Linked DNA regions of Mus musculus: regions 2 and 3 are each linked to region 1. Evidence: chromatin contacts called from public ChIA-PET and HiChIP or PLAC-seq data. All regions are on one chromosome and are shown on one strand. The core of a region is the stretch at or near the end of the contact, and the rest is flanking DNA. Distances in the headings are between cores, read along the strand shown.

Region 1 (4,507 bases), core at 720-3,219:
TAGCATTGGAGAGAGGCCTGGGCGAGCAGAGCTAAGGCTTCCATTTCTGGCTTGCTTGGAATTTAAAACAAGCTTTTTTCTATATAGTAAAAGATTGTTTTTAAGATTTTTGCGTGTGAGTACATGCCAAAGTAGCCAGGAAGTGTCACTTGCCCTGGAGCTAGAATTACTGGCAAATGAAGGCTCAGAGGTGGATGCTGGGACCAATTCTAGGCCCTCTGAGAAAGCAGGTGCACTTGGCTTGTGCCTCCAGCCCCAAAGGCGATGGCTTATTGTGAGCCTGAGGCCAGCCAGGGTTACAGAGACTCAAGAAACAAGTGGGGTTGTCCATGTTGCTGGAGATGACCCAGGTCTATTAGGACCTTGACTACATGGATAGACATTCTGGCAGCTAGTATACTGCCATTGGGGCCTATGGAGAAGTAGCCACCGAGCCTATTTAGAAAGAAGGACTGCTGGCAAGCTTGGTGTCACTATGAAGGCAGACAAAGATCGATGTATTAACGACCCCGACTCCAAAAACACTCGAGGGGGCCCAAGGTGGGCTCAGTGGTTAAGAGCCGTTCGCCCAGGGGCTGGAGAGTTGGCTCAGTGGTACCACATGGTGGCTCACAACCATCTGTAATGAGATCTGACGCCCTCTTCTGGTGTATCTGAAGACAGCTACAGTGTACTTACATAAAATAAATAAATCTTTAAAAAGAGCCGTTCGCCCAGTCCCCTGGGCATCTGGCACCGTTTCACAAGTCCTGCGGGGAGGAAAGAATGCTCCCTCAGAAACCCAGGGCTTAATTCCCAACTACTAGTTTCAGCCTTGGAGATGAATCTGGGTAAGGCACCTGCTGCCAAGCCAGAGCTTAACCGGGGGGGGGGGGGGGGGGGGGGGGGTCTGGTGCATGGTGGGAGGAGAAAGCCAACTCCTATGGGGGTACCAACTACCAAACTGCCTCTGCTCGCACTACCTTAGTTGCTCCCAAGAGTCAGGGTTTTTTAAGATTTAGTTATGTGGCCAAGCACACTGACAACAGAAGAGGGCGTCAGATCCCATTAAAATGTGAGTCACCATGTTTGCTGGAAATTGAACCTTGATCCTCTGGAAGAGCACCGAGCCCTCTCTCCAGTCCCCCAACTCCAAGAACCAGGGTTTCTATGTATCACTCTGGGAAGGAACCTTTTCATCAAACCCAAACGACTGCCAAGTTAGAAATGCCTTTTGGATATCGGTTTATCGGTATCATCAGAACAAGCGGGTCCAGGAGGTTGTGCTGTCCTACAGTGACAAGGGAAACTTATTTCCGTTACACAAATGGACTAGGACACAGTATGAAGTTGAAATTTGGCATCCAAAAACAAAATTACTAGGCAACATTGAGTCCCACAGGTGGCAAGTGTCCAGACTCAAGTTTGTGTAGGACCCAGTCATGCCCTCGGGAAACACCTCGAGCATCAGGAAACCCTTGGGCCTCCGTCGAGTTGGGCGGCTGGACTGCCCCGGGATCGCTCCTCGATGGTCGGAGGCTGCGTCCTCGTGTCTAGGGCGATGGTGCAGGGTGAGGCGGCCGAGCCCGCATCTTCCCAGGGCTTGGGCCTCCGAGGGAGCAGAGACGCGGTGGGTTCACCGTGGGTCGCAGTGATGTGGCGTTTCTCCAGGCCCGGGACCTCCTGGCCCTTCTGTACCAGGTGCAGGAGCTCCGCCAGGGTCACCGAGGCAGGAGCTGGCTCGGCAGACGCCAGTGCACCGCTCGGACTGGAGACACCGCCACGCTGGTCCATGTCCTGCCACCAGCTCATCCCCCGGATCCGGCTGTAAGCACTTCCGGGTGGAGTGGGAGCAACCACTTCGTGAAAAGTAGAGGGGAGCTTAGTAACTTAGCCCAGGGTAGACCTTCCAAGACCCGGGCTATTTGTGCAGAAGCTGCAGCCTGGGTTAACCTCCAGCTCTCATTCCACAACATGAGATGTGCTGCGGTGGGTGAGGAGCGGGCGGGGTGGGGTGGGGGAACGAGCCAAAAAGTGAAGTTTTTGCACCCAGTGAGACAAGTGTGAGGAGGCGTGGCTGTACAAAAGCACTTCCCTTTGGCACGTGTAGATGCGGACGCAGGCTGCGCGCTCAGGGCCGGGAGGGTCGTCTTGGTAGTTTGAGTCTCGCGCTACAGTCCAGAGCGTGATTCTGTATGCTTTTCCAAGCAAGCAAGCAAGCGCTCGTCACATTTGTTAATTGTGGTACTAAGGATCAAATCCCTGGTTTTTGTTGTTGTTGTTTGGGTTTGGGTTATGTGTTGTTTGGGATTTGTAGTCAATTTTGGTTTGAGCCAAGGATTCGTCATCTCCCAATGTCTGCTGCGCTACACCTCCCAATGCTGTTCAGATTTCTGTATCAAAGCTATCCTGACAGGATGCAGTGGCTCATGCTTGTAACACCATATGCTCGGGCCATAGAGCCAGCCGAGTTACACACTGAAACATGTAAGTATATAATAAACAGCTTGATCTGGCACAGATCAAGAAATCAGTAAGTAAAGCATACTTTGCATAATGTTAAAAGCACACAGCATGTTTACCCTTCACCGGAAACAACCCCATGAAACCCAAAAAGTGGGTAAGATGGCTCAGCAGGTAGGGCTATTGAATTTTTATCCCCGTTCTCATGTTTTCAAGGTCTCCTGTAGCCAAAGCTGACCTTGAACTTGAACTCACAATATAGTCTGTGTGTGTGTGCGTGCGCGCGCGTATGCACGCGTCTGACTTCGGATCCTTGCCTTCGAAGGGCAGAAGTAGGCAGACCGCCGCATCCAGCTGGCATTTATCTGGGTTTGTGGGCATTCAAATTCTGACCCTCACACCTGCACGGCAGGCACTAACTGCTGACCATTCCCAACCGCGGCTTTGAACTCCTGGCCCTCCACCTCCGCAGTGCTGGGATTACAGGGGTCCATGTCCAGTATGTGCTGGGAATTGAATTGTATTGTATGGTGCCGGGAATGGAGCACAGGAGTTTATATGTATTAGCCAAGCACTCTACTAACTGAGAGCTCTGTCTGCAGCCCCTCTGGCACACTTTTCCTCATGTAATGCTGAACCTCTTAGGGCTTCCTTTCCTTTCCTTTCCTTTCCTTTCCTTTCCTTTCCTTTCCTTTCCTTTCCTTTCCTTTTCTGTTTTGTTTTTCAAGACAGGGTTTCTCTGTGTAGCCCTGGCTGTCCTGGAACTCACTCTGTAGACCAGGCTGGCCTCGAACTCAGAAATCCACCTGCCTCTGCCTCCCAAGTGCTGGAATTAAAGGCGGGTGCCACTACTGCCCGGGCCCCCCTTTAATTTTATTATGTGCATCTATGTCTGTGTACTACATGCATGCAGTACTGCTAAAGGCCAGAAGAGAGCAACTGAACCCTTAGTTCTGCTATCATGTCGGTGTTGGGCTTTGAATTCTCTGGTCTTCTGGAAGGACAGCCAGTGCCTGGAGGCCATTATTGAGGGTCCCCAGTGATCTCTCCTGTAGCCCCTGCAGCTGTCTCTGCATGTTCATCCAACTTCCTGGACCTGACAGAGTCAGTGCAGCAGGCTCCCTGGCCTTCTAGTTTCTGGGCCTGGTCAGGCTGGGAGAGAGTAGCAGGAGGAGAGAAGAGATAGCTTCAACAGATTTCATTCTGTTTCCCCTCCTCAGGGTCTCATCGGCAGCAGTCCCTCCACACAGCCCTCTGGTTTAAGGGTTCTGACACAGCTCCCTTCTCACTCTCTCAGATGCTACGTTGTCTCCTGGGAACTCCCTTGTCCTTGCCCACATCGCTCTCTGCCCATGGGCTCTACTAAATTCTCCTTAGATTTTCCAATGTCGTCGTCTCTTTCTCTCCCGCCCTTCCTCACCAACACTAGAAGTGGTTCCTTCCAGGAGTAGACAGAACAGAGTGTTAGGATTAGCCCTCCCACGCTGTGCAGGGGGACATGCGTGTGACTGGAGGGGACATGCGTGTGACTGGGGATCCCATTCATGTGAGGAGATCGTGGATAGATGTTGTGCCCAGCTCTGCGTGGCCATGTTGCTTGTTTTTATATCTATAGGGAAACACAAGGGTCCTCAACTTCTGACAGAAGGGTAGCTTGGATTGGCACCCTGGCTGGAGGCCGGCATTGAGACATCACCGTGAGATCACCAAGTTCCAGGACCGATTAAAGGCTCAGCCCTTCCTTTCTTATAGGATTTCATTTTGTAGTCCAGGAAGGCCTGGAACTCACCACCCACCTACCTTAGCTGCTTGATTCTGGCATGAGCTCCCACACTTGGACTTCCAGATGTCCGTTGTAAAAATCAGAAAGGTAAGAGTTACTGAGTGGACCTTGAGATGGGTCAGAGATATTACATATCTCTATCTACATATCTATGATATCAATGTAGATAGATAGATGGATAGATAGATAGATAGATAGATAGATAGATAGATAGATAGATAGATAGAGACGTACAGTAGCATAAACACGAGACCACCTCCTCAGCAAGGGAGAAAACAAGAA
Region 2 (4,507 bases), core at 935-3,434, 190 kb before region 1:
GGGTTATTTTTAACACAGAGTGAACTGAGCCCACCCATGTTGATAGAACATCCTCTTAGATGTCTTGTCTTATGTGCTCAAGTGCATGCTGGGATGTGGAGAAGAAATGGCTTCTCTCTAGTAAATCAGGTAAGTGGTTTTGTGTTTTTTAATTCTGTGGTATTTTGATTCCATTCATTCTCCAGCTTTTATGAGAAACCTTTTACAGTTTTAAATGGACATAGCCATTGAGGATTTTGCATCTGGGATCTAGAGAGATGGCTCAGCAGTTACGAGTGCTTGCTGCTCTTGCAGGGGACCCTGGTTCAGTCCCCAGCACCTATGTCTGGTGACTTACCACCTCCCATAACTCCAATTCCAAGGGATCTAGCACCTTTTGGCCTTTGAAGGTGTCACGCATATTTGGCACAGACATGCAGATAGACACACACACACACACACACATTCACACAGATAAGCCTTTTTTTAAAAAGGTTTGGTGTCTGTGACACATTGTTTAAAAATTCAATGCAAGGTAAGCCAGTGTTCCTTAGAGCTCTTGTTTTGTGTTTGATCAAGGATCAACCCCCAGTCATCAGATGTCACAGTGAGGCCTGTACCTTCTCAGCCATCTGTCCTCCCCTCATCCACAATTTTGGGAGACCCAAAACACTGGCTGGAATCTACAGCAGACATCAGTGGATATCTCTAGTTTATTGGTTTATTCATGCTAAGATAGTATTAACTAAAAGCCCATACCAGCTCCAACCACACAGGAAGGCACACACTTGTGCTTACACAAACCCATGCTTTTTTCTTGCAGTGGGGAAATGATCAGGAAGCCATACCCATCAGAGCTTATTTACCTAATATAATTAATTATCGTTTTAGATCTATTACTACCATAATGTGAAATGCAGGCGAGAGATGTTCGACAAGGACATAGTGATGCTTCAGGTAATGAGTTAAAAACCCTGACTTCAGGGCTGTGGGGAGGCCTGGTCTTGTTTTACTGAGTCAGTCACCTAACACTCACTTGCAGATCTCTGAATCCTACCTGCTCTGTCTACTAACACTCCCCACTCAAGGCCAACAGCCTGCAGAATGCTTCCCCCAGTCTCCAGATCAGGGTCAGACTCAGCATGCCAGATGCAGCTGCTACAGTCAGACAGACAGCTGGCTAGACAGACAGACAGACAGCTCAGTGCTTAAGAGCTTTGCTGCTCATAAAGGAGCCGAGTTCTTTTTCCAGCACCACAGCAGGCAGCCACAACCACGGGGACTCCAGCTCCTTTCTGGTCTCTGTAGGCACAGCACTCATGTGGCAGACACTGGCACGCATAACCGTAAATTCTAAAAAATAAACAGACTGGCTTGGTGGTGCACGCAGAGACAGGCAGATCTCTGAGTTCGAAGGCAGTGTGCTTACATAGTGAGACCCTGACTCAACAGACTTAATAGCAGCAGCAGCACCAAAAGATAGGTGCTATGGATATGGTCCAGCACTGGCTGCTCTTCCAGAGAACTCTACTTCAGTTCCTAGCTGTTGAGTCCAGTTTGATTTAGAACTTTTAAAAATGGCATTAAGAGAAAAGAAGCTATCGTTTTATGTAATGGAGTGCTTACCACAAAAGGGTCTCAGTAACAGAATACGTATGTACATACTAGGGGCTTAATTGATATTCCTCTCAGTTCCTAGTAGGCAGTGAACTCTGATAGGAAACTGCAGCGAAATTCATAGCCGTGTCCTTCAGTGGACTGAGACAGGAAAGGAGCCGAACTGCCTGTGTGGTTCTCCTGGGGTTCAGTTTTAAGGGAGGTTTCTTTGTGTGGATTGTTTGACCTGCTTAGATTCCTGTCCCCTCTTGGCAGCCACATGATATAGGGTGTGGCTAAGTAGGTGTCCATTTTTTCTTCAAATTGGTGGTCAAATAAGCTGTTTTCTTGTGCAACCTTAAACATCTCTCACTAACACTGAGTGTCCCTTCTGACCTTCCTCTTCTCCTTTGTCTCAAACAAACAAAAAAGACAGGTGTCTCCATGATGGACCCAAACCACTTCCTGATGATCATGCTCAGCCGCTTTGAACTCTATCAGCTCTTCAGCACGCCTGACTATGGGAAGAGATTCAGTTCTGAGGTTACCCATAAGGTAAGAGCCTGTGTCACAACGCCCACGTGTCCTGTATGTGTGAGGGACAGCAGTGGGCGTGTTCTCACCTCTGCACTTGCCCCTCCTCCCACAGGACGTCGTTCAGCAGAACAACACTCTGATCGAAGAGATGCTCTACCTCATCATCATGCTTGTGGGTGAGTGCACACCGCCTTGATGTGGGCCTGGCGATGGCAGCAGGGCGCTGAGCTTGCTCGATCAGTCATGGGAAGAGAACGGGCACACAGCCCTTCACACACACACACCCCAGAAAGAGGAAGGGGTGCAATGGCCGAAACAGATGAACTGAAAGGCTGTATTTGGGCCAAGGGTGGAGGGAGACTGGCACAGCTTGGGAACACATTGTGAGCAGAGAGTTGCTAGGACTAAAATCTTCGCTTTGTTTCTTCTCTCTTGGTTCTTGGTTTAAATGTCTTCTTGACTCCAAAGACAGCAACCACAGGTTAATGAAGACCAGTGACTCAGAGACGTCTGTTTATTACCTACGTCTCCTGTTCGCTTGGCCCTGCTTTCCCAGTTCTTTGATCCCTTCTGCTCTGTCATTCCCCCACTGTTCAGACCTTCTGTGGCCGTAAAGTAGCCAATCCAGTGGGCAGAGGTGGCCCTAATGAAGAGGGTCTCAGAGTGATACCAGCCTGTCCTAGACAGAAGCACAGAGGAGGAAAGGGTGTGACTTCCACTGGTCCCGTCGTACTTCTGGTCCTTCTCCAAAGCAGCCATGAAACCTTAAGTCGGTGCATCAGACTCAGTATAAACGGGAACTGCTATTGCCTTCCAAACCAGCCTTTATTTTCCCACAGAGTGACCCAGACAGAGGATGGATTCTGTTGCAAGAACTGGAAATCTGTACACATAAGTACATGGGTCCATTAAATGTGTGCATCTACCTTTCATTTTGGACAGGAGAAAGATTCAACCCTGGGGTTGGACAGGTGGCTGCCACAGATGAAATCAAGAGGGAGATTATCCATCAGTTGAGCATCAAGCCTATGGCTCACAGTGAGCTGGTGAAGTCTCTGCCTGAAGATGTAAGTGTCCACAGTTAAGAAACCCGGAAGCTGCTCCTCCCCAGCAGTGTGTGCACTTCCCCCCTGGGTGCAAGCTACAGTTCTAAGATGGCTATTCCATCTGGAAAGGAGAACACTGGGAACAGTGACTAGGGAGCAGAGCTGAGCTAGAGAGAACTCTGAAGAATGTGGTGCTTAGAGCTAAGTGGTTTTGTCCACAGAGCAGGGGCATATTAGGGTCTGTCTGACCCCAAGGAGTGCAGGTGACGCTTTCACCTGAGGGAGGAGGTATCCACTCGAACTTGAGTAAACACACATTCTCAGGGCTTTTTCCTTACTCCAGTGCAGAAGAGTCTCTTGGTTGGTTGGTTGGTTGGTTGGTTGGTTTGGTTTTCATTTTAAAGAGGGTTTCTCTGTGTAGCCCTGACTGTCCTGAAACTTTCTCTGTAGTTCAGGCTGGCCTCAAACTTAGAGATCTGCCTGCCTCTGCCTCCCTGGGGCCAGGCTTAAAGGCATGCACCACTATCATCTGGTGGAAGAGTCTTTTTTATAAGATTGGAGTGACTAAAGCACTGGTATAAGGATATTCACAGGTTGAATTATAACTGGTTTTCCTCCCGAGGCCATTAGGCTCTCATCGACCTAACTTTCCGCTCTGGGGCTTCTCAGAATCTCAGCTCATGCAGCTGAGAAGGCCTGTTTTCATTAAGGCTCCTCAGTGCGTTTGCTTGTCACTTTACTTTTTGTTTTAAATTATGTGTATATGTGTCGATGTGTGGGTGTGTCCACCTGTGAGCACAGGTACCCAAAGAGCCCAGAAGACGGTATTGGATCCCTTGGGGCTGGAGTCATAGATATTGTGAACTAGAGCTATCTAATGTGGATGCTGGAAACCGAACTCAGGTCCTCTGGAAGAGCAATGGACGCTCTTAACTGCTGAGCTGTCTCTTCCTCTTCCTTGCAACATATTTTGCCCTAGTTGGAATAGATGAAGCCTTTAAACTTTTTTGCACACCCAGGACTGTGCAGTTCCAGGCCTTGATTAATTTGGTTGGCCTTGCTTGGTCCTATCATTCTGACATCTTTTTTGACACTAGTGCTTCAGCTGGGAAAGTGCCTCAGCTTTCTCTGGTGGTATTAGGGATGCTTCCTGGACCAAGGGTGTGGGTTAGAGAGACCCTTGCTCTCTGTGTTCAGTCCTGGCCTTCAGCTAGCTGTGTAATCTCCAGTCTTTAAGCACAGTGGCGAGCAGTGTTCTGTTCCAGGGGCAGTGAGGGTCATGGAACAAGCATACTGCTCAGACTTTGCAGTTGCTGTTCATACCCTGAGTACTTTGTTCTCTGTCCCTT
Region 3 (4,507 bases), core at 1,264-3,763, 160 kb after region 1:
TGCACACCTGTGAGCATGCCTGTAGGTGTGTGTAGCTCTCATGTTTTTTACTGACTCGTGAATCAATACTGTCCCAGTGGGCTTGTCTACATCACACAGGCTCTGTGTATGCAAACTGGAGGGGGGGGGGAGAGTTCAAGTGTGGGTCACTGCCAGGGAGCCCAGGTGATTTATCACCTCCAAACATTTCCACCTCCTGTACTAGTAATCAAGAAACAGCAGCCAACATGAACCCAGCTCGGTCCAGGTAACTGGTGATGTGGTGGCCGGGTGCCTGTCCCCGCTCTCACTCCATCTCTGAGGGCATGTTTGGTCTCTCTTTGGCATCAGTTAGCTGGACCTGTACTGCTTCCATCCCGTCAGGTGTGTGTCCCTTTCTGTTGTCCCCACGCTGATAAGCCCAGTGTTCTGGGGGCAGTCTTGGCTTTGGTTCCCCGTAAGTCCAGAGGGGCCCATGCTTGCTCACGTTGGATTCCCAAGACCAGAATTCCCACCCTAGAAAGGTTTGGCTTTGTAGAATTCCATGTCTTCGTGTGTCACATGAAGATGACAGTTCCCCTTGTCCGTTCTCACACTCAGGCCCAGCCAGGTGGTTTTCAGAGAGACTCTTCAGGTGTGTTACGGCTGACCGTGGAATGTGAGTTACAAGAGACCCACTTCCTGGGGGTCCCCTCTCCTTGGCCGTGTGTCTTGGGAGACCCCACAGTCCAGCAGGGGTCACTTACTATTAATGTCCCCTTGATTTTCTTCACGACTGTCCAGTCCTACTTCCTGGATGTGGCTTGGCTCATGCCATGGTTTGGGTATGTTTGGCCCATTGGGAGTGGCACCATTAGGAGTGTGGCCTTGTTGGAATGGGCGTGGCCTTGTTGGAGGAAGTGTGTCACTGTGCAGGTGGGCTTTGTGGGCTCCTAGTGCTCAAGCTCAATGCAGTGCAGGAGAGAGCCTCCTCCTGGCTGCCTTCGGATCCGTATGTAGAATTCTTGTGTCCTCCAGCACCATGTCTGCGTGCATGCCGCCATGTTTTCTGCCATAATGACTAAACCTCTGAAACTGTAAGCCAGCCTCTGTTAAATGGTTTCATTTATGAGAGTTACCTTGATCATGGTGTCTCTTCACAGCAATGAAACCCTAACTAAGACAGCTCTCGTCACTGCTTCTTTGGAATTCTGCTGGAGAAAGGAAGTAAGCTATTTAAAAAGCTGGGCCGATGAGATGGCTCAGTGGACAAAGAGGCTTGCTGCCAAAGCTGATGACCTGGGTTTGATCCCCAGGACCTCTATGGTGGAAGGCAAGAACTAACTCGTGCAAGTTGTCTCCTGGCCTCCACACACTATTTAACAATCAGAACAGAGAGCTGACAAGATGGCTCAGCAGAGCACATGCTGCCCTTCCAGGGGGCCCAAGTTCAGTTCCAAGCATCAAAACACCCAGGCCTCACTCTCCCCATCTAGCGCGCGCGCGCACGCACACACACACACACACACACACACACACACACACCCCAACTCCTTAACCAGCCATCACAGGATAATAAATAGGATAGGGCTAGGAAATGCAGCAGAGGCCAGCAGAAGCTCAGTGGGGTATGCACCCTCAGCCCAGCACACTGAAAACAACTATTCATGATTCCCTGTGGATCCATCATGGCTGTGCTAAGAGATGGGAGCACGTGATGGAAGTCTGTGGAAATCAGTCTCACCCTCTTCTTTCCAGGTTTGAAACCATCTAAGAGGGTGGGAGGTGGGACTCGGGGCGGACGTGGGACTAGACAGATGGAGATCTGAGAACGTGATTCAGTAATGATCAAAGCAAGGCTGAGTAGTGAAGGTTGAACCTGAAGAGGACCTGGATCCAGTTCCCAGCTCACGATACTCATCCAGGGGATCCAACGTATGCTTCTGACCTTTAAGGGCACTGTGCACACTGGTGCACAGGTAGACACTAATCTACATAAAATAGAATAAATAAATCTAAAAATAAAACTTATTAAATATGCACTGACTACAGCCAGGCAGGACCTGGCCACTCCCCACATTGGGGGAGGAAAGTCAAATCTGTTCCTGCTTGCCCCAGGGACTTGTGGAGGAGGTGGCGTGGTTCTTTGGTAATTCTTCCTTCCTGGAGCCAAGTAGGAGCTGTGAGGGTGTTGACCTTTGTTGGTCCTAGACACCTTGGGTGAAATGGGCGGGGCGGGGGGGGTAAGGGGGGAATGGGGAACAGCTCATCCTGCTGGCATCTGTCCTGCCTTCCCTGGTCGCTCTCTTCCTTCCGTAGAAGAGCCTTCCAGATTTCCACAGCAGCCTCTTGAAGGGATCGAAATGGGACCCTGTTTGAGTACAGCCAAGGGACTAAGCAGACCCCCTGTTTTCCAGGCCAGACCCTGCTGCTTTTATTCCATCTTCAGAGGCTGTGTAAAGCCGGAGGGCAGAAAGCTTCCTGTCCACTTCACCATTGTGTGTCCCGGCATGAGAACAGTGCCCTGCTCCTGGCGGGGCTGAGTACCCATCAGAGTGGGGCGTGTTCATACACGCCTGTAGCCCAGCGGACAGGAAGCTGAGGCGGGGCGTCCACAGCTGAGCCCAGCCCATTTTCCTTTGCTTTATTTCTGAGCTACTTTTCCAGCCCCCAACACAATATGTTGTCCTAACCCTGGTACCGGTGAATGTGATTTGGTTTAGAGTTAATTTGGCTTTTGCTGAGGTGGGCAGCTAACCCTCAGTAGTGGTTTCCAGACAGCCTTGGGGATTGTAGAAGAGGTACGGTATTAGACAACACTCAGCACTTCCATGGGAGAGCCTGCCGCTCTCCTCAATGTCGGAGAGTTTAGCTTTTTTTGTCCGGCTGGGAAAGGCAGACTTCTGTGGTGGCGGTTTGTTTTTTAACCGGGGACACCCAGAGCAAGGTAACTGTACATCTGCTGCCTTACCACCACCACCACCACCACCACCACCCCCAGCCCCACAGCAATATGGCTAACAGCCTCTCAGAGCTTTCTGCTCTCATCTCATTTACTCACTCATTCACTTCTGGCTTTCCTTCCTTTGTTTTTTGTTTTGTTTTGTTTTTTGTTTTTGAGACAGGGTTTCTCTTTATAGCCCTGGCTGTCCTGGAACTCACTTTGTAGACCAGGCTGGCCTCGAACTCAGAAATCCACCTGCCTCTGCCTCCCGAGTGCTGGGATTAAAGGCGTGTGCCATCACGCTTCCTTCCTTTTCTTTCCTTCCTTTCCTTCCTTTCTTTTCTTCCCTTTTCTTTTCTTTTCTTTTCTTTTCTTTTTTTTTTGGTTTTGTTTTTTTGTTTGTTTGTTTTGTTTTGTTTTGTTTTTGTTTTTTTGAGACAGGGTTTCTCTGTAACCCTGGCTATCCTGGAACTCACTCTGTAGACCAGGCTGGCCTCAAACTCAGAAAGGCATGCACCACCACTACCTGGCTTCTTTATTTTATTTTATTTTTTTTAAGATTTATTATTATATGTAAGTACACTGAAGCTGTCTTCAGACACTCCAGAAGAGGGAGTCAGATCTCATTACAGATGGTTGTGAGCCACCATGTGGTTGCTGGGATTTGAACTTGGTACCTTCAGAAGGGTTTCAAAACAGGGTTTCTCTGTGTAGCCCTGGCTGTCCTGGAAATCATACTGTAGACCAAGCTGGCCTAGAACTCACAGAGATCCAAGGGCTGGGATTAAAGGCATGTGCCACCGTTGCCCAGTGTCCTCTGGCTTGTATTTTATGTTTGGTGTTCAGCAGGGCTTGGCTGTGGATTCTGTTTCTAGTCCTCTGGCTTCTGGCTTCCTACTTTCCATGCATCCTTCTTTCATAACTCCATAAAACCCTTCTAGTCTCCCCACCTCATCTCTATAACCCTTCCATCTGACTTAGAGGCTTCTCTGAAGAATTCTCTGTACTCTCCTGTCACAAGCGACAGAGTAGGCAAGGCTAGTAGTCACAGGAAGCCTTACCCTGCAGCCAGATGTGACCTGAAGTTTGACTTCGGCATTTTGTCTCTTACCAGCTTCCGTAAGTAGCCTTGCTTCTGTGCCTCAGTTACCACATCTGCACGATGGGGATTGTGGCATGCCTTCCACTGGGCGGGCATGAGCCTTAACAAGACAGTATGGTTAACATGCTGGGAACGGCGCCTGGTTCGTAGCGCGGGTCAGTGAGTTAGCTATTACTGTAATTATATGTTTGCTTGTCTGACTCCCCCACTGAGCTGAGACACTTAAAGACAGTAATTGTGTGTTTTTCTCTTTGCATCTCCAGTGACTTAGAGAGTACTTGGCACATGGCAGGCTCTAAATAAATGTTTGTTGAATTAATGATGATAATTAATGTAATTGCCTACCCGGAACCTATATTAGGGTCTGACCCTCGGCGGATGCACGTGGGGTAGGGAGAACTCGATCGGGTTATCTGGAGCAGTTAAACCACCACAAACCAGCTGATGTTTCCTGGGCGCCCACCTCCTGGGGAGCCACTTGGGATGAAGGGAGCTGAGTGTGA

Evidence for each region. ChIA-PET counts read pairs in DNA pulled down with a chosen protein or histone mark. HiChIP or PLAC-seq counts read pairs in DNA pulled down with a chosen protein or histone mark.
Region 2: an RNA polymerase II ChIA-PET map of memory CD8 T cells shows a contact between it and region 1, with 113 read pairs. The contact joins the enhancer-like site here to the promoter of 2310039H08Rik in region 1. A contact is called at or near these places in 6 of 39 promoter capture datasets (the C10 cell line, embryonic stem cells, fetal liver and 2 more), 1 of 484 Hi-C or Micro-C datasets (the N1E-115 cell line), 5 of 115 datasets of contacts at active chromatin or transcription factors (the NIH/3T3 cell line, bone marrow-derived macrophages, effector CD8 T cells and 2 more) and 2 of 9 other capture datasets (adipose tissue and liver).
Region 3: an H3K4me3 HiChIP or PLAC-seq map of embryonic stem cells shows a contact between it and region 1, with 5 times the contacts expected there. The contact joins the enhancer-like site here to the promoter of 2310039H08Rik in region 1. A contact is called at or near these places in 1 of 39 promoter capture datasets (liver), 1 of 15 datasets of contacts at CTCF or cohesin (pro-B cells), 1 of 484 Hi-C or Micro-C datasets (the Ba/F3 cell line), 9 of 115 datasets of contacts at active chromatin or transcription factors (the HPC-7 cell line, bone marrow-derived macrophages, embryonic stem cells and 2 more) and 3 of 9 other capture datasets (adipose tissue, liver and pancreatic islet).

The regions. Positions count from the first base shown.
Region 1 is chr17:46,770,097-46,774,603 of GRCm38.p6, reverse strand. 2310039H08Rik (RIKEN cDNA 2310039H08 gene) reads right to left here and starts at 1,969. Exons shown (of 1, transcript NM_025966.3): 1 at 1,197-1,969. The coding sequence starts at 1,791. The coding sequence ends at 1,447. It overlaps Rpl7l1 (ribosomal protein L7-like 1), which reads left to right. Exons shown (of 7, transcript NM_025433.3): 7 at 1-697.
Region 2 is chr17:46,964,813-46,969,319 of GRCm38.p6, reverse strand. Ubr2 (ubiquitin protein ligase E3 component n-recognin 2) reads left to right here. Exons shown (of 47, transcript NM_146078.3): 17 at 19-129; 18 at 871-936; 19 at 2,008-2,130; 20 at 2,225-2,288; 21 at 3,055-3,179. Among named protein-coding and RNA genes, the nearest start is that of Ubr2, 43 kb to the left of the region's middle. Within about 2 kb of position 2,184, at least 24 of the 459 cell types and tissues checked have an H3K27ac peak or open chromatin away from gene starts, as enhancers often do. A contact at or near this core is called in effector CD8 T cells and memory CD8 T cells, where this site is marked.
Region 3 is chr17:46,607,912-46,612,418 of GRCm38.p6, reverse strand. The region is part of intron 1 of Ptk7 (PTK7 protein tyrosine kinase 7); the gene reads left to right. Among named protein-coding and RNA genes, the nearest start is that of Ptk7, 19 kb to the left of the region's middle. Within about 2 kb of position 2,513, at least 95 of the 459 cell types and tissues checked have an H3K27ac peak or open chromatin away from gene starts, as enhancers often do. A contact at or near this core is called in adipose tissue, bone marrow-derived macrophages, embryonic stem cells and 1 more, where this site is marked.